Linked DNA regions of Zea mays: all the other regions are linked to region 1. Evidence: chromatin contacts called from public Hi-C data. All regions are on one chromosome and are shown on one strand. Each heading gives the region's core, a stretch centred on a gene start, on an enhancer-like site or on the middle of the called end of the contact. The rest is flanking DNA. Distances are from core to core; before and after follow the strand shown. Region 1 holds the start of LOC100277653. Region 2 holds the start of LOC103653290 (junctophilin-4-like). Region 3 holds the start of LOC100280638 (carbonic anhydrase).

The links. Hi-C and Micro-C count contacts between places; a contact is called where the count stands out from the background.
Region 2: a Hi-C map of bundle sheath shows a contact between it and region 1, with 3 times the contacts expected there. The contact joins the promoter of LOC103653290 here to the promoter of LOC100277653 in region 1. A contact is called at or near these places in 3 of 25 Hi-C or Micro-C datasets (bundle sheath, ear and tassel).
Region 3: a Hi-C map of tassel shows a contact between it and region 1, with 2.2 times the contacts expected there. The contact joins the promoter of LOC100280638 here to the promoter of LOC100277653 in region 1. A contact is called at or near these places in 3 of 25 Hi-C or Micro-C datasets (ear, leaf and tassel).

Annotation. Positions count from the first base shown.
Region 1 is chr4:59,098,164-59,101,956 of Zm-B73-REFERENCE-NAM-5.0, forward strand. It overlaps LOC100277653, which reads right to left and starts at 2,259. Exons shown (of 3, transcript NM_001151162.2): 1 at 1,318-2,259; 2 at 940-1,220; 3 at 304-840. The coding sequence starts at 2,059. The coding sequence ends at 604.
Region 2 is chr4:59,437,961-59,442,366 of Zm-B73-REFERENCE-NAM-5.0, forward strand. LOC103653290 (junctophilin-4-like) reads left to right here and starts at 2,838. Exons shown (of 3, transcript NM_001323537.1): 1 at 2,838-4,026; 2 at 4,112-4,340. The coding sequence starts at 3,170.
Region 3 is chr4:59,561,676-59,565,696 of Zm-B73-REFERENCE-NAM-5.0, forward strand. LOC100280638 (carbonic anhydrase) reads right to left here and starts at 1,957. Exons shown (of 5, transcript NM_001371673.1): 1 at 1,573-1,957; 2 at 1,355-1,461; 3 at 873-1,143; 4 at 619-672; 5 at 108-461. The coding sequence starts at 1,887. The coding sequence ends at 375.

The sequences.
Region 1 (3,793 bases), core at 1,009-3,508:
ATATACATATTTATGTCTCGCGTTTCTGCTTACGTGCATGCATGCAATATTTTCGGGAACCTTCAGTTATGGTTCGTGATTTTATCGCGTATACCTTTTACGCTAAAATACAAACGCGTTTACGTTTTGTTGGCTTATGATTTACGCTGTGGTTCGACCAGACCAGGAAACCGACGAGCAAACCTACGCGCTACCCGGGTCCGTCTAATTGGCTGGGGCTTCCCGGTCCTAATGGAAGCCTTGGGCTTCCATTAGTTCGTATATATATATATATATATATATATATATATATATATATATATATATATATATATATATATATATATATATAGATGTTTAGATTAAAGAACAGTAACAAACCAAGGTTGATTATTACATTTCAGGAACCAATGAACGGTACAGTTAAACAGGCGCAATACTTAGACTAGTAACAAATTTAACCAAATGATTTCTGGCCTCAAGTGCAGATGCATTCAAGCTGGGTGAACAACAAAACAAACTATAAATTATCCAATAAACTGCCACAAGTAAACGGCATTGGGTAAAAAAAACTGCCTTGATTTAGTGCTAACTCATTCAAGAATGGCAAATGCAGCAACACCTCTACTCTATGCACACTCTCCCACTGTTCATGTAAGCGAACTTGCAAATCTCCGCAAAAAAATCATCAGCGGCACCGTGGCAATTCTTCATCTGCGAGATCCTAATGACCATCCTTCTTAGCCTCACGCTGTACCTGACAAGGGACTCGAGGGTGTCCAGCTTCTGCTCAGCATTCAGGGGTGACCGCACGGTGACCAGCACGTGCTCCAAGAAAGGAATCACGAACCTTGAATCCAACTGCATTGACGAAACGAAGTTAGCTAGGCCATACACCAGCTACAAGTTCAAAAGATAAATATTGCTAACATAGATGTGGTATGGTATGGCATGGCTTACCTTCTTCAGGCTGTTCTTCTGACACAGCGCCGCGAACATGGCGCCGTGGATCTCGAACTTGTGAAGCTTCGGGTGGCTGTTGAAGAATTCCACGAGGTCGAGCTCCGGGAATGGCTGCAGCGTGTCATAATCACCACAGAACTCAACCTTCATCACCAGGTGCTTCACCTCGCCAGCGCACTGCAGCACCGAGCTGATGGCGCCCCAGCTCCACTGGACGCCGCGCAGCGAGAGATGGTCCAACTCCGGGAGCTTCCCCATCTCCACATGATACACACTACCTAAAATATCCAATTTTTGAATAGTAACTATCAGGCAATGTGATACGGACCAAAATCTGTTTCTGCGGGGGGACGCAAAGAGACCTGCGGACCGTACCAGTGTTCTTGGAGATTGTGAGATGTTTGAGACGGTTGCCACCTTGCAGATAGATCAATGAGAAGCCCTGGACCTCAAGGGACGAGACGCGCGGCGCGGCAAACCTGAGAGAAGTGTTGCCGGAGCCGACGAAATCGAGCCGGCACCGCTCGAGATGGGCGAGCGAGATGACTGCCTCTCCGGCGCACTCGCACCCGAGCAGCGCGAGATCGGTGAGATTGGGACAGGCGGCGACGGCGCCGTTGACCGCGGCGTCTTCCAGCACGGCGCCGACGACCTCCAGCACGCGGAGCCGCTCCATCTGGCCCCACGCGGGCGCGCGCGTCATCCTGAGCGCCCACAGCCTGAGCTCCTCGAGGCTCGTGGCCACCCCGATGGAGTCCAGGTGGCCCGACTTGTCGTCGGCGGCGGATTCCACGCGCAGCTCGAGCACGCGCAGCGTGGCGGCCCGCGCCGCGAGCCAGTGCGGGAGCAGGGACGCGGAGAAGGGGCAGTACACTACGAGCTCCTCGAGGCGCGCGGCGGCATCGACCATCCGACCGATGACATCGTCGGCCGCGGCCACGGCTGACGCCGGTCCGACGCCGACGGACTCAAAGGCGCCACGCGGGAAATAGAGCGACGGAAGGAAGGGCATGCAGTCGCGCCAGCAGCGGGCGACGGCGGCGCAGGCGGCCACGTCACGGGCGTTGCTGAGCTGCGAGAGTATGTGCTGCACGACGCCATCCGGGAGTGCGTCCATACCGCCGTCGCACCGCACGCGTATCTCTGGAGACTTGCCGGAGCGGCGAGTGGCGGCCGAGAATGGGGGTTGGTGTGCGTGGATTGGATGAGTCAGGGAAGCGTGCGCGATTCGTTTGATGCTCGAACGGAGATGGGGTTCAAAATTTAAAAGGAGCGAGGGGAGGAGCCCTGGCCGCGCGGCGTGGGTGGTTTTGGATTTCCAAATTATGGCGACCACTGCCGAAGGGATTCCGGGGGATTTCTCTGGGCATGTGAAATTCGAATTTCGAAACATTGGAATGGTGGGGAGGTTTCGTCCTTCCCTTTTCGAGTTGGCGCGTGCCGCTTGGCGGCGCGGGGCGCGTGCGCATTGTTTTACACCGCCCCGCGGGCAGGGTGGCGTTGAGACGGCAATGGGTCCAAAGGCCTGTTTGGACCCTAACCTCTGGCGCCACACCTCACCTAAGCTGCGGCGGTCGATTCGGCCGCCACAGCTGCGGCACGCCAAGTGTGGCGCGGTGTGGGATCGGCGGTGGTGATCCAAACAGGCCCTAAATGTTCGATTCCTAGCGAGAAATTCTTCTATTTTGGGATGAAAATAAGGAAGTTTATGTCTCATGGAGATATAATTGGAAAAAAATCTTCTCTGATAGTAAACAGGGATTTTTCTCATGTTCTCTGTCAGGACCCGTTAAACTTATATGTCTAGATATTTTTGTTAATAGTCAGGGCTAGTTTGAGAAGTCCAATTTTTTAAGGTAAAATAAATTACTTTTCCTCGAAAAAATAAAAATCCCTTAGAAAATGGTTCCCAAACTAGCTCTTAATGAGGAAAAATAAATAATTATATTATCAAAAGATTATTTGTTGTACAAATGTGTTAATTTTGATGTATACATAATATTTTTTTTACATATAACAATGTGTATAAGTGACAATGTTTTACATTGATAACAAAGTACGTTCTAATTATAATTTAAGCGGGGCGGGGATCTCGTCGGAGATTTTTTCCCACGGGGAACGGGATGGGGAAGAAATGTCATCCGCAAGCGTTCGTGAGGATCTCCGCATGAAAAAAAGAATCGTTGGAGGATGGGGATGGGAGCTATTCCCCGACTGGGAATTCCTTGTTGAGGGTTGTGGAGGATGGGTATCGCTGTGTGGCCACGACCCACTATGATTCGTGGGCTGAACGACTGGGCTTCACAAGCTATCAGTCGAGCGCGACTAGACGCAGGTATTGTAGACTTGTTCTCAAATGGTATAAATCAAGAACAAGGCAACACAATTATTAATAGTTAAAGACCTTCGTCCTTCAAAGCATTATTTCCTTTCGGATATAATAAACTTCAGACGAAGGTCGTGGAGGACATACCTTCCTCATTTCAGCATATAAATGTAAACGTAAATGAGAAAATAAAGGAACACAAAGGAATAAAGATAATCATGATTATGTATCAATAATCTATTTATTTTTGTATTCTATAAATACGAACGAACATCAATAATATTCACATTACATTGGTACCTTCGGTTTGCCAAAAGGTGAGGGTGCGAGAATGACGTGAGAGAGATTACAACCCAGCGTGAACAGTACGGTGTTACTGTTCATTTATTTATAAGCACGGGACGCAACCCGGACAAGATTACATTCATGCCCCTGACATCTACTCTTAATCATAATGCAAGTTATCAAGGACTAAGTAGTCTTTTCCCCCTTAGGTCAATTTCGTCCTTCATCTTTGCTAACATA
Region 2 (4,406 bases), core at 1,588-4,087, 340 kb after region 1:
AATGGCTGTTGATTGCCCACATACTCAGGAATATGGGGAATAACACGAAGCAATATGTAGGACTTGCTTTGGCTGATTCTGTCGTGCTTCAGCCTCAGCTATCTTCTTTTGCTTCTATATTGTAACTAGGCAGATCCTAGTTGTGTGCCCCTTATCCTCTCCACAGGACAAGCCAAACAACCTTCTTGGTTGTGAGTTGAATCTTCTTCCGAAGCTTTGTACCCCTCTACCTCTTGGGGCTGGTGGTCTAAAGGAGCTTTGTTGCGTCCCAGTTGACTGGGAAGTGTGTTGGTGCCCTTGGTTGTGATTGCCTCTATCTTCACTTTGGTTGGGATTGTGTATCATCCTAACATGCCTTGGGTGGAGCCTTCCTCCGAAGCTCCTGGTCATCTCAGAATATCTGTAAGCTTCCTCCCTTCTTTGCCAAAAGTCATTGTCAGCTTTGATGTACTCATCCATCTTCTGGAGAAGCTTCTGCAGGGTTTGTGGGGGCTTCCTGGTGAAATATTATGCTGTTGGACCTAGACAAAGTCCCTTGACTATGGCTTCAATGACAATCTCATTTGGCACCATTGGCGCCTGAGCTCTGAGACGCAGAAACCTTCAGACGTATGCCTGCAAATACTCCTCATGGTCATGTGTGCACTGAAATAGGGCTTGAGCAGTCACTGGCTTCGTTTGAAAGCCCTGAAAGCTAGTGACTAATATGCCCATCAACTTCTACCATGATGTGATTATTCCTGGCCGAAGAGAAGAATACTAGGTTTGAGCAACACTCGTGACTGCCATGACGAAGGATTTTGCCATGATAGCGGTGTTGCCACCATATGATGATATAGTTGCTTCGTAACTCATGAGGAACTGCTTCTGGTTCGAATGCCTGTCATACATGGGAAGTTGGGGTGGTTTGTATAAAGGTGGCCATGGGGTAGCCTGCATTTTTGTAGCGAGGGGGGAAGCATCATCAAAAGCAATGTTATCATGATGAAAGTCATCATACCATACGTCATCATGGCTTGGGCTTTCTTGACAAAGCTCTCTCTACTGTGGCTAATGCCCTTGCTCGTTGTCTTATGTGATGTGACGCATCTCTTCGGCTGCTTCATCAATCTTTTTCTGGAGCTCAGTCAGCCAAAGCATCTTCTCCCTTCTTCTCTCCACTTGTTGATGAATAGCTTCTAGATCCCTAATTTCTTGGTCCAACTCTTCTTCCTGTGGTGTTGGGCTAATAGTTTTCCTTTTCTAGCTTTGGACCTCCCTTAGAAGGAGTCCATCTTGATTGGTGCCCAGTGGTGCAAGGGCAGCCCCTAGCACTGCTGTCTTCGGTGGCATGACGAAGGTAGTTGTTCGAGTTTTTCTTGACGAAGGTGGTCGTTTGAGTTCACCAGAGGTGGGCGCCAATGTTGGCCACTTATTTTCGATTGTTATGAATCAAGAATAAGGCAACACATTTGTTAAACGTTAAGGACCTTCGTCCTTCGAAGCATTATTCCCCTTCGGGTATAATGAAGCTTGGACGAAGGTTTTGAAGAACATGTCTTCATCAATCATAGATATAAAAACATAGTTACCAATGCAATATCATGCAACATATTCATTTTACTGAATGTATTAATAATATCAAAGTTCATATTACATTGGTACCTTCGGCTTGTTTGAAGGCAATGACGTGAATGCAATTACAATCCAGCGTGAATAGTACGAGAGTACTGTTCATCTATTTATAGGCAATCGTACAGCTTCATACGATATTACATACATACCCTCAAAAATTACATACAAGGTTTACAAATGACATGAGGACAGTACTGTCATTTGCACTTAACAGCTTGAACAACACCTTCTTCTTACGTCTCCTACCTGCTTCATCTTGATGAAGCTTGCTCCGTCGTACTTCCATCGATCTATATCGAAGCTTTTCTGGTGACGAAGCTCCTATAATACTTAATAATATGCTAAAAACAAATGGTTAAGCGTGTTTTTGAGGATCTTCGGAAGACGAAGGCCCCCAACAAGTTCTAATCTTTTCACTTACATGGTTCACATTCGGTTTGCCTTCTGAAACCGAGTGTGACATAAGTGGGGGTCTGCACCCGCCCATGAGGTCCGGACCATTGGTGTTATTCCTGAGCTTTTCCCCTCCCAGGACATGTGGCAACATAGGACCTGCTCCTGAGCCGGGAGCAGGTCCAGAGGCCAACGACCCTATCAAACGTGTGCGGTCCCGTGGGCCCGGCTGCTCAGTTCCTTAGTGTGCGGTAACCACATAGGTCTCTATCTTGACACAGTACAAGTGGGTACCCCAGTTACGGGGTACCGACAAAATCAAACTCCCTCTAAGAGCAAGGTTAATAGAAGAACCAACTGAAGGCTCCATACTCTTGCCACATCATGAAGAGCCAATAATAAAACTAATACATATAGCAAGCTTATTCTCATCTAATTTGATTAAATTAAGCTGAAGATATTCAATGTTTGACATAGGAATCATTTGGATTGACTGGAAAAAGAAAGAGCCAACCTTAACTCCCGCAGCAGGATGCAAGGAGACTCTTTCTCATGGTAGAATGCGCTGGAGGGAGACTGCCACCTAGGTTTTGATGACATGAAGTTGTTTAGAGCCCGCTTAGTCAGCCTTATTATACTTTTTCTAAGGTCTTTGTTTAGATACTCTTTTATTCACTTTAATTTATATGTATTGAGGGAATGAGTGTATTAAAAAAATCTAATAAGATCGTGTCGAGTAGTCTATCTATATATATTCATTAAAATATTATTTTATAATATAGATTATAAATATAAGTTTGAATATAGTTACAGAGACGAGAGAGCGACGGTGTGATTCCCCGCCTATCGGGTCGAGATCGGGAGGCGGCGCGGGGATCACATCTCGCCGCGGCGGTTCGCGCTGCCAGCGAGTTCATTCAGCCCGCGAAGGGAAGGAAGCTGCCCATCGCCGTCCGGTGGTTATAAAACTCACCTCTCCGGCCCCCCTTCCTCTCTTCCTTCTCTTGCACTACCCAACCACTCCCTCCGCGTCGATCGATCCGTACCGCCTGGGAGGCAGCTCGACGTTCAACGAAAGAGAGTGAGAGCACGGTTCGTCGCGGGGGAAGCAGAGCAGGAGAGGAGCTGACGCGGCGGCGGGGGCGAGAGTCGGCGGGGAGGCATGGACGGGCACGGCGGCGGAGCCGGTAAGCTGACGAGGACGCCGTCGTCGCTACTCCGGTCGCCTACCATGCGCGCGGGTCCCGGCACCGCATCGTTCCACGCGCTCGACGACCCGGAACCCGACGACAAGAAGGCGCAGGCGCCACTGGGCAAGCCTCGGGCGCTGCTCCGCCGGGCCCACCACCGGTTCCGCCCCGGCCCGGCCCAGTCCGCGCTCCTCCTCCTCCTCCCGGTCCTCGCGCTCGCCGCGCTGCTCATGCGCGGGGGCGACGGCGGCCACCACCTCGCCCTCCTGGCGGCCGCGGCGGGGTTCGCCCTCGCCGCCGCGGCCGCCGTCGCGCGGCTCCGCGGCGCTCGCCCGCGCTCCCCGGCGCTCGAGGCCTCCGTGCGGTGGTTCATCGGCGAAGATGACGACGAGGAGCAGCGGGACTGGAAGCGGAGGGCGGGGCTCGGGCTGGGGCTGGGACTGGGGCGCCGCGCGGAGGTGCGGGAGGGCGTCGAGTTCTACAGCAACGGGGACCGCTACGAGGGGGAGTTCCACGGGGGCCGCTGCAGCGGCAGCGGCGTGTACAGCTTCTTCGGGAAGGGCAAGTACGAGGGCGACTGGGTGGACGGCAAGTACGACGGCCACGGCGTCGAGAGCTGGGCGCGCGGCAGCCGGTACCGCGGCCAGTACCGGCAGGGCCTTCGCCACGGCCACGGCGTCTACCGATTCTACAGCGGCGACGACTACGCCGGCGAGTGGGCCGGCGGCCAGAGTCACGGTATCGGCGCCCAGACCTGCTCCGACGGCAGCACGTACGCCGGCGAGTTCAAGTGCGGCGTCAAGCACGGCCTCGGCTGCTACCATTTCAGGTGAACACCGTGAAGCACGGCCTCGCCTGCGCTACCATTTCAGGTGAACACCGTAACATCGGTTGCAGAACAAAATCCTCTGCAGGAACGGCGATCTGTACGCGGGGGAGTACTTCGCAGACAAGATCCAGGGTTTCGGTGCGTACAGATTCGCCAATGGACACAGCTACGAGGGATCTTGGCACGAAGGAAAGAAACAGGGGTTCGGGATGTACGTATTTGGGAGTGGGGATGAACGAGCCGGGGAGTGGGATTCTGGAATTCTGAAGAGCTCCTTGCCTCTGTCAGACCCAGCTGTTCAGCGTGCCCTGCAGGTATTCAACAATTCCCAACATTTATAATTGATACGCCGCCTCCATGCTTCAGTTGCTCAAATTCTC
Region 3 (4,021 bases), core at 707-3,206, 460 kb after region 1:
CATGTGACTCGTCCTGCTAAACGACAATCAAATCATAGTATTTTTTTTAACAAAAGACCGTGCCAGTTAGATAGGTCATGTTTGAGTGCCAACTACTCAACAACAATAATCAAATCGATCGAGCCACATGCGCATCGACATGTTCTCTTTTCCTTTTTTTTTTGTTCTTCTTCTGAAGAGTGGACCTGAAGGTGATCCTCGTCTGTTTATTTCGTCCTATAACATAGATGGAAAGAATTATAAAACAAAACCGTAACCATATACAGCAGACACCTCTCCCCAACACTGAACCGCGTCAGCTAGCTCGTGCATCACTACTGATCGATACCAACTACGCGCGCTGCTGGACTGTGCAACCTATACCATAGCTAGTACTAGTAGTGCTTGTGTGGCTTTGGGCGGAAGATGCTGATGTCCCTGTCGTTGACGTCCTGAACCGGCCTCGCGTTCTTCTCCATGCCCTGAAGCAGGTAAACACACGCGAGACAAAAAATAAATAAAAATCAGGCTGAGAAAAAACAAACAAACTAAAACCAGCTTTCCTGGCGCCTTCCATTCCATCCAGAATGCTGGTCAAACACATTTGGGACTAAGAAGCAAGCGACGTCATGAACTTACGTCGTGCACGGCTTCCCTGAGCAGCTCCAGCTGGTGCCTGGACACGGTGCGGACCTGCATGCGCGAAATTAAAGTACACTCAGCAACCTCAGCCAAAAAAAAAAATGCTACAAAATCTACCAGACATGTTGGCTCGTTTTAAAACACGGTTGTTCGGACGTCAGCGCTATAGTCACGACTCACGATCGATCGAATGATGCCGTTTGGTTGGAATTCGGGGAAGAAAATTGCGCAGCGGGGCCACGGCCACTAACCCTCTTGACGACGGTCCAGATGACCCCCTCGGTGCAGGGCGGCGTGGTGAGGGAGCCCACGTAGCGGTAGTAGACGCTGGCCCTGCCGCGCGCGCGCCGGGGGTCCACCACGCCGATGGCCTCCTCCCGGTCCTGCCTGTCGGCGATCCGGTGGATGGACGGCTCCAGCGCTTGCAGGAACGGGTCCTCGGCGCCGATCTCGTAGAGCATGCCGATCACCGCCGCCTTGTTCGCCGAGCTCTCGTGCACCAGGTGCAGCTCCATGTCGTACCTGCGAGCGAGCGAGCATCTCGATCGGACCAGTCGTTACTTACCACTCCTATCTATTACCAACATGCTACATAATTCGATCGACGATCTATAAAAAGCAAGCAGTAATGAGGAATTACGCGGTCCACACGTACGCACGTCGAGTCTTTATTATATTATTGGCTCTCAACGACGACGACGAGACCAGCAGACCACCATTCATTCGTTCTCACCTGCGGCCGTCGACGGTGTGCTCGGTGGGCGAGTGCCAGTGCATCTGCTTCAGGTAGTACGCCGTGCCGTTGATCACCAGGAAGCCGGCGTCGCCCTTGAACCTCACCTGCAACCAAACAGTCAGCTGGCACTAGCCACGCCACGCACCAATGCTTCCCACCATGATGCACCACCAGCTAGCGAACCCCCCTCCCCCCCTTGCCGTCGCGTCACGTACCATGATGTCGTGGCCGCGGTTGGCGATGGCGGCCTCGGCGGGGCGGTAGGAGTGGGTGAGGTAGCCGAGGGACCGCACCAGCGAGACGCGCTCGTGGGAGAGGTCGATGGGGGACTGCATCCGCCCGGCGCTGCAGTTGCCCCACTCCGCCTTGATGCTGCCCCAGTGCTCCGGCCCGTTCTCGTCGCCGACGACGTAGCTGAACTCCTCCTCGTGCTCGGTTTCTTCCTGGGCTCTGGCGGCCGGGACGGCAACGGAGAGCAGGAAGGCCGCCGCGAGGAGCCGCGCGGCGGTGAGGCCGCGGAGGTGACCCATACCCTTCTGTAGCCTCTCCGCTTGCGGGCTCTGCTTTGCCTTTTTGGAAGCTGAACTGGTTTGGGATGAAGTGCCCCCCCGCACCGAGTCCGAGTATATAAAAGGCCGTCGTCTCGTCAGTGTGTTAATGCCAAAACACACTCATATTGTTTTTAAAAAAGAAACTTTTATTCTTATAAAACTCCATACTTTTACGATCGAGTCTCTTTCCATCATACAGTATGGTATTATTATATTTAATGTCTATAACATTTTGATATTAAAATCGGTTTAATAGAGGATGGTGTGGGCCAGGCATGCAGCCAGGACTACGATTCATGCCTCAGAACCAAACAACAAATTCTTGTAACCAAATCTTGGTGTAATAAAATATATGCAACATCGATGAACAACAAGCAAAAGTGAAAACAGACCGACAGGTCGAAAACCCCGTGCAAATAAAAAAAAGCTTTGTTGTGCTAACATGGTACATGTCGGAGGCTTCGTTAAAAAACAAAACAAAACATGGCCTTTAAAATTCTAAAGCTAACACACTATATGCATTTTATCATTCGTTCACAAGGCCATATTGATCAATATCTTCACATCAAGCCTCATCATATCGACATCTTCATACCAAGACCTTCACACAAAACCTTGTCGACACCTTCAAATAAAGCACTTCATATGGACCCTAATTGACATCTTTACGTGGAGCCTCGTCGATATCATTTTGGGTCCTTACAAGTGGACCCATACACTCGGGAGCAGGTGGGAGACATGATGCACGACAAAAACATTAGGTAGGAAACCGTAACATCTTGTTATGTGTGCCGCTGTGGCTATAGGGCGAGGGTATTTATAGGGTAACCAGGGGTAGGAAAACTTAGGTAAATTGTGCCACTGGCTAACAACTACATCCGAGAAATATATTGTGCAACGGGGTTAATTATAGGGTGTTGGGGGTCTTCTTCTCCGCCGATGGTCCTCAAGACAAAGGCATCATTGGCAAAGTAATTTTGAGGACTCTCTCTGTCGAAGGTCCTCGAGACAAAGATACCGTCTGAAAGCTACAATGATGAATACCGAAGCTACCACCGAAGGACGACAGCTTTGGCTTAAAACAATGCCAAAGATCAAATATGGAGCCGAGCCGAAGAGGAAAAGACTAGCTAGTCCCTAATGATTTATGTTACAGTTATGAATAAATGTTAAGGTCATAAATGTATTTTTACCCGGGCTGTGTCCCGTGTTTATAAATAGGTGAACAGTACCCTCATACTGTTCACGCTGAATTGTAATCGCTCTCGCATCAACACCTTCAAACAAACCGAAAGTATCATGTAATGTAGATTATGTTAATGTTCATGTATACATTATGAAATACTTATGTTTATAAGCCGATGGATTACATTCATTATCTCTATGTACTATTATTCTTATGAATGATGAAGGTATGTCCTTCATGACCTTCGTCTAAAGATCATTATATCCAAGAGCAGATAATGCTTTGAATGACGAAGGTCCTCGACTTTTAACAATTGTGTTGCCTTGTTCTTGATTCACATCATTTGAGAACAAATGACCAACATTGGTGCCCACCTCTGGTGAACTCACTTCCACAACCACGACAATGGCTTCGCAAGGCGACCAAGCTGTGACACCTTCGGCTACGAAGCTGGTGCTCTCAATCACAGGCGGCTCAAGTTCTGAACCAGCCAATAAGAAGCAGAAGAAGGAAGCACATAGAAGGGTACAACATGTTAGAGTGCAGGGACCCTTCATTAAGTCCAAGTGGTCTCATATACCGATCACATTCTCCCAGCAAGACCTTCAGCTCAAGGACTACCCTCATAATGATGCAATGGTCATATCTTTTGTTATCAAGGGGTTTCTAGTTCACAATGTCCTTGTAAACACAAGCAGTGCAACAAATATCGTCTTAGCAAAAGCCTTCAGGCAGATGCAGGAGCAGGATGACAAGATACATGATGCAACACACCCCCTATGTGGCTTCGTAGGAAGGCAGATAGTGGCACTCAGAAAGATAACAATGCCAATCACCTTCGGTTATGTTCAAAACACAAGAACAGAACAAGTTGTATTTGACATTGTCGATATGGACTATCCCTACAATGCAATCATTAGTCGAGGG